Linked DNA regions of Mus musculus: all the other regions are linked to region 1. A link is a contact called in public promoter capture Hi-C data. All regions are on one chromosome and are shown on one strand. Each heading gives the region's core, a stretch centred on a gene start, on an enhancer-like site or on the middle of the called end of the contact. The rest is flanking DNA. Distances are from core to core; before and after follow the strand shown.

Region 1 (4,045 bases), core at 547-3,046:
CTCATGCCTGATGCCAACAGAGGTCAGAAGACAGTGTTGGATACCCATGAATTACAGGCGGTTGTGAAACACCCTGTGTGTGTATGTGTGTGTGTGTCTGTGTCTGTGTGTGTGTGTGTGTGTGATTTGCAAAAGCACTGAGTGCTCTTAACCACTGAGACATCATTTCTATGCCCCACCCCCCAACCCCTTACTCTTTAAACCATCCTAGGAAGGAAGTTTCCATAGAAACCTGTAAGGTTCTATGCAAGGCTGTCAGCAAGCTCTGTACCCTGGCTTCCTGTCATCGTGCAAACTGTCACTAGTTTTAATTAGATTTAACATGCCACGAAAAAGTGCACAGAGAGAAACGGAGAGCAAAGATTGCAGTGTGGGCTTTCCCTCACATGCCCAGCACAGCTGTGCATTAGAACTCTAATATCCCCAGACTGGGAAATAGAAGAATGCCACGCGTATGGAAAAATGACGCTACTGCTGCTGCTGCTGTCCAAATGGGAAACATGGGTGGGGAAAATAATTCAGAGAGAGTGGGGGAAAGGAGAAAACGATCCCAAATCCCCAGCAGCTGCAAATAAGAAGCAAGTGAATCTGTTACCTTGGATGAACTCTAATTTCCTGCTCACAGATGGCAGGGTCCTGTTGAGACCCAGGATCCTGTCCAGGTGGAAGGCGAACACTTCACTCATGTCCAGCGGCTGCTTGAGAAGCCCACAGGGGCTAGGCCCGCAGCCAGGCACAGAGCCTGAGGTGCTCCCTTCCAACACCAGCAAGCGGGTACCACTCTTAGAGATAGGTAGGATGCTAGCCACCTCACTATCAGCCAGGAGGCGCATTCTGCGGATGTCTTCTTTGCTCAGCCATGAGGGGGCGCTCTCGCTATAAATCCTAATGTTGCTCTCTCGGGCCCTAGGCTGCTGCAAGTTTGAACCTCTAGTTCTGACTCCAGGACCACGCAGCACCCTCCAGGGTCGTTCACCAACCTTGGTTAGGTAACCCTGAACATAGCCAGGTACTTCAGCATCTGCTGCCCGTGCAGCTTCCTGCTGTATAAGGGATGGTCTAACCAGCACCTCCTGATCAGGGGCTGCAGATGCCACCGCATACTTCTTCCTGCGCTTGGGTTTCACCGTGCCACGGATATTCGCAGGCTTGCTGCGCTTGGAGCGTAGAGTAATGTACACCACGTTGGGCTGCAAAGTGCTTCCATTGCCCTGCAACTCTGGAGGGGCCAGGGTACCATCCAGGGGAATCTCAGAGAAGGGTACCTTGAAGATGTCGTGACCGTTGGGTGGTCCCCTGTCAGTCGCCTGCCCATGCTGAAAGGAACCTCTGCCCACCTGGCTCACCAGAAAGCCCAGGTAGATGGCACAGGCAGTGCCCAGCAGGAGGTTCCGTCTGGTCCTGGGACGCCGACTACTCCAAAGTTTACACACTCGTGGGGCGCACAGAGAGCAGACAAACCAGTTTACGAGCTGCCCCGGCTTGTCTGGACAGGTCATTTCTCTGCCGCTTCCACATGCTGAACTGAGTTTAAAGTCTGCAGCTGGCTCCGGGTGACATGATTCATGGCTTCCTGAATCCAGCCGTCCAGTCCGCTTCGCTATCTAAGTGGTCTCCAACAGGCAGAGAGGTAAAAGAGAAGGGTCGCTGCTGCGGGTTCTGGGAACGCTTTGTGAACTGGCCACCGCAAGCCTTTTAAACTCCTATCAGCCTTTCCCAGGAGAAAGGAGGGCTGACTCTGGGAATGAATGGAAACAAGAGTTGACTGAATCACTAACTCAACCCATTTCAGTTCCTCTACAAGAGGAAAGAGGCGAGTAACCCTTTCCTTCCACAAATTCTACCAAGTTTGGTGTAAAGTTTAAAATGCGGAAGCAAGATAGGTGTGTGAGTCTGATTTTACTTTAAAGTAATGAAGACAAGCTGCAAAGAGCGTTTGCTAGCTCACAGTTAAAGCCACTACATCTGAGAAGCAAAACTCTTAAAAGTCATCAACCAGGATCCCCTGCAGACCCCCTTTTTGTGATTCAGAAATAAGAAAAGAAATAAATACTTTTTAAGATTTTTATAGACACCCTAACTTTTGTAAGATATATATTACAAAAATATCAAGTAGTGAGTTCATATTTAAACATATTCTCTTAACTAATGTTCCACATTGTTTTCACAATATATTCCATATCTAAAATTGTTATTTAACTACCCCTTGATGTTTATATAGCTTGAAAAGGGTGAGTTCTCTCTCTCTCTCTCTCTCTCTCTCTCTCTCTCTCTCTCTCTCTCACACACACACACACACACACACACACACACACACACAACTTTTTATTCCTTTTCTTTCCACTAAAGAGAGCAAAAATGAAAGAAAAGAATATCTAGGTTTTTTGGTGGGTTTTTTTTTGTTGTTTTTTTTTTTGTTGTTGTTTTTTTTGCCTTTTTCTTCACATTTTTAAATAGAGGGAAAAAGTTGTTTAAGAAGAAAAACAAAACTTTACTTACACAGCTGGCCCCACGCTTAGCTCCAGGAAGAATGGAATTCCTGACTCTAATGCACAGAACTTTGAAAGGCTGAGGCACGTAAGGAGAACATATTTCATGGCCAAGGGTGTTCCACCTTTCAAACATCTCGGCTCAGCCTTAAAAGCTGCCGCCTTCTAACAGCGGAGCAAAATGATTTGTAAACTGGCTGCTGCGCCGTTTTCAGACACGTGAGGTTCTTTTTAAAGATGACTAAAAAAATAAAAAATAAAATTTAATTTTGAATTTCTCCAAACACAGCTCAGACCCAGTTTTCATTCAAACAACTTTCTGCTCCTTTCAGCCCCTGGGAGCCCCCTAGTGTCTCATTTGCTAAGCGACACAGAAATGGCAGCCTTGGGAAGCTGAAGTGATCTGAAGTGTTTTGCTGGAGTTGGCGGAGACCCTGTTGCCAAATAAATACCTTAGAAAAATGAGGAGTGCCCACTGACCCCTGCCTGACCCCACGGAGTTGGGAAGGGGAAACTGGACGCCAGAGTCCAGGGCCTGCAACTTACCTTACATCTGGGCTGTTTGCAGACTAACTCTTGTCTCCCACCAGTTCTCGATGGGGGTAAAACGGCCAGGAAAGGTAGACAAAGCTAAGAAGGGGGTCACTGGAAATGAGTAGAGAAACGGAAGCGTGAGATAAGAGTGGGGTGTAGGGAGATGAGAAGGTTCTTGCAGCATGCAAATGAACACAGCAACAGCCCTCAGAAGGCAGCCTGGACCCCTTCTGATTGGAGGTCTTCTGAAAACAGGTTAGTGATTGGCCTGGGTCATTTGCATGTCCTGGCACAAAGGCAGGATCAGATGACCTTGGGGTCTCACTGGGCTTACTTGTCTCTGCTTCCACAGCAAACAGAATCAAACAAGAAGCCACCAATGGGATAGGGACGATTACCCCCTTTTTAGAGAAAAGGCTGTGATGTGGTGGGAAATGAAAATAATAGAATATGATGCTGTATAATCCTTAAAATATCGTGTTACAATGCCAAAAAAAAAAGCAAAGATTTTCCCATTCTCAAACTATTCTTCCTCTTTAAAAGTTATGATACATCATGAAAAGAGACAAATCAGAGATGGACAGGAACCTTAAAGTTCTGACTGGCTTTGACTAAACTTAATGAGAATTCGGGCACTGAAGTCATTTTCTTTATGCTCCAAAACTCTTAAAGCAAACTCTATGAACATGAATTTGTTTTCTAGAAAGTATCTCAGAAGTTTCTGAGATGGGACAATGGCAGAACTGCTTTTTTGTTTGTTTGGTTGGTTGGTTTGGCTTGGTTTTTTCGAGACAGGATTTCTCTGTGTAGCTCTGGCTGTCCTGGAACTCTTTGTAGACCAGACTGGCCTCAAACTCAGAAATCCACCTGCCTCTGCCTCCCGAGCGCTGGGATTAAAGGTGCGCGCCACCACGCCCGGCTCAGAACTGCTTTTTATAGCTATCTTGTACTTTACGCATATTCAAAAGATTAATTGACCTAAGTAAGCCTTTACAAAGGAAAGCCCTGAGCTGAGGTGTGGC
Region 2 (4,045 bases), core at 692-3,191, 1.9 Mb before region 1:
CAATGTCTTAATTTCCTCTTTGTAGGTTCTACCACTTGTGGAGTCCATCACCTCTTAATAGCACTATGGGATGGGGGATCAGTGTTCACTGTGTGGACCTGTGGTGGACATTACAAAAACAACTTACAACATTTGGGAAAACCATATGGGGGAAAATAAACTAGACACCAAGACACATCCTATATCAGTCTTAAGTGTGGTGGCCAGAATAGAAGAACTCAGAGAAAATGTAAGTGTGCCAAAGATGACCAAGGGCTAGGGAGGCAATGAGTCATTGCTGTTTAATTGGGATGGAGTTTGCATTCTGTATGTTGAAAATGTTCTAGAACTGAACAGCAGTGATGATCACTTAACTCTTGACTGTTCTACTAAAAGTCATGACTGTGATAAGTTTTTTCTTATCTTTGCTTACCATAATTCATATAAATATCCACAATGGAACAAAAGATTAAGCAGCATGACGGCTGAAAATGTTTTTATGTACTCACGGCTCTTTTGGAATTCAACTATGTTATCTTCACCAGACCAGAGTGTGCAGTTTGTTCCTTTCTGGTGTTGAAATTTGAGTTGAGATTTTGTAAAAGCTCTATCAGTTTTGTCTTCAAGTATCATATTGGAACGGGTGAAGTTATCAAGTTTCACTCAATTTCCTCACCCAATACAGCTGACAAAAGTATGTACTTTAAAGTGAGACCTCCTGGGAAGGCATCTCAGTAGAGAGAATACCTGCTTTGCAAGTATAAGGACCAGAGTCCAGATCGCCACACCCTGTCTAAAACCCCAGACAAAGCAGCAAACACGTGTCACCGGAGAGATGACAGTTTGTGAAGTAGAGGCACTGGATCCCTGGAAACTTATTGTTACTTATTCGGCAAATTTCTAGGCCACCGAGAGACCTATCTCAAGTAAAAGGTGGACAGTGCCTAGGGAACCGAAGGCAATGTTGTCCTCTGACTGATATGCACATGGACACTTTTCTACGCATACACATGCATCGACACAAACACATCCACACACAAAGTAAAATTGTTCACGTGAGCCTTCATAGTCTGCAAATGTCCCCCGCTATTCTTTATGAGCTTTGGTCTGCCGTTTCTGGGTTTTGGCAGGGATTTGTGTGAAATAATTAGAAGACAGTAATAAGCAGTGAAGTCCATATACAAGCCGGGTGTGGGGCAGAGAAAGGGAACATCTTTAAGACACGCAAGAATCATATCCTGTCCTGCCTTGAACTGAGAAGAGTTTGTTTGGAGAGAGTGAGTGCAGAGGGTACATTTACAAGGCTGGTTTCAGAGTTAACATGATTATCAACACAGGTGATATAGCTCCTTGTGCAGCAGTCGGCTGTGCACTGACAGCCTGGTCCCCGGTTGAGCAAAGGTCTGGAACCCTGGTGACCAGATGGGTGGAGACTTCCACCTGCATGGGATGACAAATGTTCAGCCACGCCTCCTGGGTTCCTGTCTCCTGTGTGCTGTCTCACATAGCTACAGCCTCCTACAGCTCCCCACCCCACCCCCGCAGAGCAGCACCAAGCCCTCCCACATGCAAATAAGGTTTCCCCAAAGCTCTCATACCAAACCAACGAGAAGCATTTGTTTTCAGACCCTTACCCACACCAAAGCTGTATGTAAAAATCCTATCCGGAAGGATTAAAAGTGTAGGAGAACTACTCCATCGTCTGAGCCTTCTGTTCTGAGAGCTGTAACATTTTGGAAAAGGTCTGCTCTCCCCAAGTGCTGCCTAAAGCTCTGCTGCACTCCTCACTGCCTGGTCAGTCTGTTGTTGGCCCAGCCCTACTTGCAGGGCAGCAAGGAGAAATCTTTAAACCTAGAAGGCATGGCAGAGACAAGGTGGAGTCAACTGCAGCCGCAGAACTGGCAGAAGGGACTTCCCCTCCCTGCCTGCACTGCTTCCCCTCGCTGGAATTCTCACACCAGGCAGGGCCAGAGTTCTCCGTGCAAAGCCTCTGGTACACAGACCCACAGCTCCTCTCCAAGACTGTCTGGACATGAGGGGGGGGGGGGGAGGAGACTATTTGTCTCCCGCACTTTACCCTCATTTACATTTGATTTGTAGGGCTTGGCACGAGGAGTTAGTTCATATATCCTATAACATAAAATAAAGGTAGTAAAAGTTACCTTTATTTTTATTGTTCAAAAAATAAGTCTTGAAAATGCACAAGTTTTGCTTTGAATCAGAGCATGGTATTTCTGGATGATTAGTTTAATATATTCCATTAAGTTAAAATATTTTAATGAAGATTCATGGCAACCTACAAGGTTCTTTGAAACCATAGTTTTGAATCATTCACCTAAGGAACTTCCTATCCTACAGTTTGGTTTCCCAAAACATAAGCCTTATAAGTTGCTTTGAGTTGTTTACATTGTCATTTTATACAACCTTGCTTGTTTGCTTTTTGCTTGCCCATACCTGAGCTGAAAAATATATATCTTGCCATACTCCTTCACCAACGTCATATGATAAAATATTCTCCCATGCATAATAGCAGCTGGTTCTACAGGACACTTTTAAAATTAATAATTTTTGGATTAAAGTATAATTATATTATTTTCCTTTCCTCTTTCATCCTCTAACAACTCCCATCAACCTCTTTTCTCTCTCAAATCCATAGCTTCTTTTCCTTTAATTGTTTTTATATATTTTTATATTATATATTTATATATGTAATATAGGTTACAAATATGTTCTTATATGTATAAATATGTTTTTATATATGTTATAGGTAAAATTTACATCCATATTTATATATATAACGTAAATCCATATAAGTGAATTGTATTTATATCCAACTCAGTCCATATAATATTATTTGCATGCATGTGTAGGAGCTGTCATTTTAACTGGAAATAGGTCTAAACATGATTTTAGCCTTGAAAACTGTAAATGTTTTGTAGCTCATCCTCCATTCATGCTTGGACTTTATCTCTCTTGACCTTGTGCAGGTTGTCTGTGAACTGTGAATTCGTGTGTGCAATGGTGTTGTCAATAGATACAGTAATAAACTAACCTGTAAAGTCTTAACTCTTCAGTGATTAATGCCTCTCTAAACCCTCATCAGAGAAGCTCCCTTTTGATCCAGTAGATGGAGATTAATAAAGAGAAACCCACTACTATTAAACCTACAGTAAAGCAACCAACTCTAAATGACACATCAGTATCACTCAACCTCTCCCGAAGGCTCAGGGATCATTGCTGAAGAGGGGGAAGAAATTCTGTAAGACTGGGGATTAGGATCCCTGTAGTGAGGTGGTATTTGTTGCTTAGTTCTTTGTTTCTTTAGTGTGTCCTCTTTATTCTCTTCCCCTGCTCTTCTTTCTCCATCTCCTTGAGGTACTAAACAACTTGTACTCTTAGAAACACTCAGCATAGAGACCCAATATATATTGAAGTATTCAAACTTAACTTTGCTAAAATCAGTTTAATTTTCTAGTCTTCTCAGAATTTTAAGGATGGAGGAGACAATCAGAAGAAAGGAAGGATAGGTGCTCTTTCAGAGTCAGAGGTCACACTGAGAAAAAAAAGAGAAAACTTTGTAAATATTCTATGCACACTTTGTACCATCAGCATGAGAAAATGGAATCTTTGAATTGTCCATTCTAAAGTCACATAGCTAATAAAGGAGACAGGTCTGAAATTTGAACAAAGCTTGTTGCAGGGGTAATATATGGTATAATTCTCATGGCTGAGATTAGAAGATGATTTATCCTCAAGATACGATAACCTAGACTTTTGTTGTTCCAACTTAAAGAATCTAGTTTGTTTCTGCCCGATTTTATCATCACTTTTGATAAAATGTTGACATCTAAAGCCTGAAGTCCATAGTTTCTTCTCTTTCTTGGTACAATAATTATTTGTATTCACACTGTATCTAACAGCCGGAATAAAGCTGCACTGTGCAGGACAGATTATGAACTTTGCAAGTTCAGCAGCTTTTCTCTTTTTAATGCATTTTATAACATATGAATCATTGCTCAATAATCATGTTATTAAAAATACACTTATAGAGAGAGTCCTATTCTGT
Region 3 (4,045 bases), core at 962-3,461, 1.1 Mb before region 1:
AGTATTAATACAGGATCTGCTTCCCACGTCTTGGAAAAACACTGAGACAAACCACAGAAAGAAATAGGAGGAATTAGCTACCATCCTCAATGCTGCAAACAATTGGAAGAGATCAGAATAACCAGAGATTCAAAGAGACGACAAGGCAGGACACTTCATGACTGCCATTTGTATCATTGAGCAGAAGCAGGAAGTAGAAAAAGCTGAATGATGAAACCTGCTACAGTTCTCAGTGTTGGTGGCAGAGGAGAGTCACAAGTCTGTCCTACTTCCTAGACTCCCTTTGGATTCTTCATAGGTGGACGTCATTCGAAGCTAGTGAGCAGGAAATCCTAGCTAAATAATTTGCTGACTCTCAATTCCACTTCCACAAGACCCTTTGTTGAAGTGCTAATTTGGAGCTCACTGAAGGGTAAAAATATACCATACCCACAAAGGAGTAATTGGCAATGTATATTAACTGTATTATTTAAATTTCACATCAAATTGATGTGTGAAGTGTAGAGACAGCGTTGTATGGAGAAAAAAAGGACCTTATAATTTACAACCATTAACTAGTTGTTAATTTAATTTTGATCATTGATTTTGGATGAATCTCTTTAAAAATTGCCTAAGCTCCACATTACTTATTGTGGTGCTTATTTAATGACTGCCAATAAAATTTAAGCTTCCTGGCTATACTTGATTCTGTGACTTTTAGATGAGCAAATTGAATTTATTTTGTTTTTAAAACAGTGCAATATGCTTTAAAATTTACAGACAGAAGCTTAGGAAACAACCAGGGATATTCAGGAATGTTGGATCAATCTGTTTGCTTTCAGACATGAAAGCCAAGGCTTTCTTTAGTAGTAGCACATTGTAGGAGGACACTGTTTTCAAAGGAGTTGTTTTATAGCACATTGTAGGAGGATATCTTTGCAGTAGATTGTTCTTATAGCACACTGTAGGAAGAGTGTTTTCAATGGAGTTGTTCTTATAGCACATTGTAGGAAGAAGTGTTTTTTTGTTTTTGTTTTTTTTTTTCATTGAGTGGTTCTTATAGAACTTGTAGGAGGACATAGAATTGTTTTTTGTCTTGAACAGAATTATTGCATTTTTACTCAAGTGGGAGAAAAACATAATTACTTTTTCCCAGGATCAGAAGAACATTGTGAAAATCAGAAGAACATTGTGACCTATTGTCTCAAAGATGCTTTTTTCCATTAGAGTTATGATATATTTAGAAAACTACACAGTAGTTATTAAAGAACTCAGTTTTGAAACTACTGAATAACTAGCACATGCGTAGGGGTTGGGCGTCAGGTATATTGGCATCTGGAAATCTCAGCATTTTTCTGGAATGTTCAAAGAAGAGTCAAAATGACATTAACAAAAATGCTGGATTCTGAAACAAAATAAAATTGTAGTAAAGGAATAAAAATATTGGAAGTTGTGACTACGGACACAGACAAGAAAGACCTGAGGCTAACACTAAACTGCAACGCTATGATTCTGGAATTTATTAAGCAGAACAATGTGCAGAACATTTGGAAGCAATCTGTGTGCTACATTATGCATTCACTAGCTAGTTATTTGGATATTGTGGCACTTTTGGTCACTGCATTTTTGAAAAGATATAGACAAACTGAAATTGATCGAGGAAGGACAAGAACAATAAGAGGTAAAGCCCCGAGGAACAGTCTGGTTGCTATGATTGGATGCATGAGCATTTTTCTAATATTAGAATCAATTAATACTTCCCCCTTGGCAATGCTACCTAGAATAAAAAGGGGTTTAATAAAACAACCTTTTATATGTTTTTGATTCTGCCTTTGTTTTGCTGTGATGGAAATGCTAGAAAGTCATCTATGGAATCCCTGGGAGGATAAGTCTCCCAGAAATTGGAAAGCAGGTTCCCAGATCATTCTGAACAAATTATTCTCCCTAGTAGCAAATGGAATCCATAGGTATTTTCTGTGTTTGGCTGGTATTAGAAACCAAATAAATGGTTAGTTATCTCTTACCACGGTAAACAGTAAAAAGAGATATCCAAGACTCCCAGAGTCTTGAGAAATACAAGAGCTAACTAAATCTACATAGGCCTATAATAGTGTTTCTCATCTGCCAAGACACTGCTGGGAATATTTCTCGAACAGTGCTAGCAGAGTCTGGGCCATGGCTGCCAACAGCTATGGTTAATAGCAACCAGTAGCAAGACTTCAAAATCCCTGCAATGTTGATTTCAAAATGCCACCCTTCTTAGGAGGTGCAAGGCTCAGTGGCTATGGCTGTCCAGTTGTCAACAGAGACACCATGTGGTAGGGAGAGGCAATGGCAGCCAAGATAATGAAATCAGCTGTCCCAATGGTAGGACACATAGAAAACAGGGTTTCTCTTGTAATCAGGATATTTTGTACTGAACTAGAGATATAATTGCATTCAGAGTCCAAGGTAGAAGTGTAGCACAGAAAAGAACAACTACATTAAGAATATATTTTAAAAACGAAAGGAATGGCTTAAATTCAAGTTGAAAACACAATAATTTATATAAATTACTCATAAAAAACACTCCTAATATATCTAGATTAAATCAAAGCTTTCCATTTTCAACTTTTCCACTCCCATGGCAATAGAAACATCTACTTAGAATTAATCATAACTGAAATATTGTATTTATTGCTGTATTGCTGGAAAATCTGTCTCCCCTTCAAAATGTGAATTCTATAAGAACACACATTTCTTACCTTGTTCCATTACCATAAACTCAGGTCAAAGGGTTCCTAACATGCTTTGGATACATCGTTTGGTACATAGACATATCCAATAATTATTCAGAGACTACAGGACAAACATTATCCAGTTTAACGGGAAAAATTAAATATAGTATCCAAATCCCTTCCTACAATGAAAATCCCAACCCCCAATATACAATTGCTAGCATATCTTCATAAATATTCAAAGAATTAATATAAATAAGAACCACGACCAGTTAGATATAATTCTGTCAGAAAACAGAAAAAGAAGTGTCTTAGTCAGGGTTCTCTAGAGGAACAAACATGGCAGAATGTATGTGTGTGTGTGTGTGTGTGTGTATCTGTGTGTGTGTGTGTGTGTGTGTGTGTGTGTGTGTGTGTGTATGAAGGGAATTTATTAGAGTGGCTTACAAACTGTGGTCTAGCTAGTCCAACAGCTGCTGCCTAAAAACAGAAGGTCCAAGAATCTAGTAATTGCTTAGGCCAAGAGGCTAGATGTCTTCACTGGTCTTCAGTATATTCTGGAATCCTGGAAAGTAGGCTCTGATTCCAGTGAAGGCATAAAACTTGCCAGCAAGAATGAAAACAAGCAGACAGAGTCAATTTCCTTATTCTTTGCCCTTTATATAGGCTACCAACAGAAGATGTAGCCCGGGTTAAAGGAGGACCTTCCCACCTCCAATGATCTGGATTAAAGGTACATATTCCCACTTCAAAGGTCCTGATTCAAAGTGAGTCTCCCCACTTTAAATGATTTAATTACAAAAAAAATATCCCTCACAGGTATACCCAGCTGCTTGGGTTTGTTAATTCCAGATGTGGTCAAGTTCACAACCAAGAATAGCCACCACAGCAGGCATGGTTCCTTTTTTTATTAGGTTAATATTCAAATCTTGATTCCAAATCCTAGTAAGGAAATTACAAAGGAAGTTACAGCCCACTCTTGGGCATAAATGCAATTCAGCATGTTTTACAATTATATAAATTCCAATACCAGATGAGGTCATTCCATATGCAAAGTTAATTTAACATTTGCAATGGGATGACTACAGTTTATTACATGAATGGGGGAAAAAGGGAGCCAAGGAAAATGACATGATTACCTTGAAAAGACTTAGAAAAAAATATTTGAGCAAGTGCAATATTTATCCATGATAAAAATTCCAAAATATTAGGAATAAAGAAAAACGTATTAACCTATAAGGAAATAGATTTGCATAAAAATAACCTGTAAGATTTATAGAGAGAATTTAAAAAATTAGAAAAAAATTAAACAATTATAAAAATGGAAAATATTTTATTAGAACAAGAAA

Evidence for each region. Promoter capture Hi-C pulls out the DNA fragments that hold promoters and counts their contacts.
Region 2: a promoter capture Hi-C map of hippocampal neurons shows a contact between it and region 1, with 6 times the contacts expected there. The contact joins the enhancer-like site here to the promoter of Gask1b in region 1. A contact is called at or near these places in 5 of 39 promoter capture datasets (the C10 cell line, embryonic stem cells, hippocampal neurons and 2 more) and 2 of 9 other capture datasets (embryonic stem cells and liver).
Region 3: a promoter capture Hi-C map of embryonic stem cells shows a contact between it and region 1, with 6 times the contacts expected there. The contact joins the enhancer-like site here to the promoter of Gask1b in region 1. A contact is called at or near these places in 10 of 39 promoter capture datasets (the 3T3-L1 cell line, the C10 cell line, embryonic stem cells and 5 more).

What each region holds. Positions count from the first base shown.
Region 1 is chr3:79,883,681-79,887,725 of GRCm38.p6, reverse strand. Gask1b (golgi associated kinase 1B) reads right to left here and starts at 1,796. Exons shown (of 4, transcript NM_133187.3): 1 at 596-1,796. The coding sequence starts at 1,499. It overlaps Gm36569 (a long non-coding RNA gene), which reads left to right and starts at 920. Exons shown (of 3, transcript XR_375740.1): 1 at 920-1,630.
Region 2 is chr3:81,833,392-81,837,436 of GRCm38.p6, reverse strand. No RefSeq gene overlaps it. Among named protein-coding and RNA genes, the nearest start is that of A830029E22Rik, 33 kb to the right of the region's middle. Within about 2 kb of position 1,941, at least 56 of the 459 cell types and tissues checked have an H3K27ac peak or open chromatin away from gene starts, as enhancers often do. A contact at or near this core is called in embryonic stem cells and hippocampal neurons, where this site is marked.
Region 3 is chr3:80,957,012-80,961,056 of GRCm38.p6, reverse strand. No RefSeq gene overlaps it. Among named protein-coding and RNA genes, the nearest start is that of Gm29808, 33 kb to the left of the region's middle. Within about 2 kb of position 2,211, at least 63 of the 459 cell types and tissues checked have an H3K27ac peak or open chromatin away from gene starts, as enhancers often do.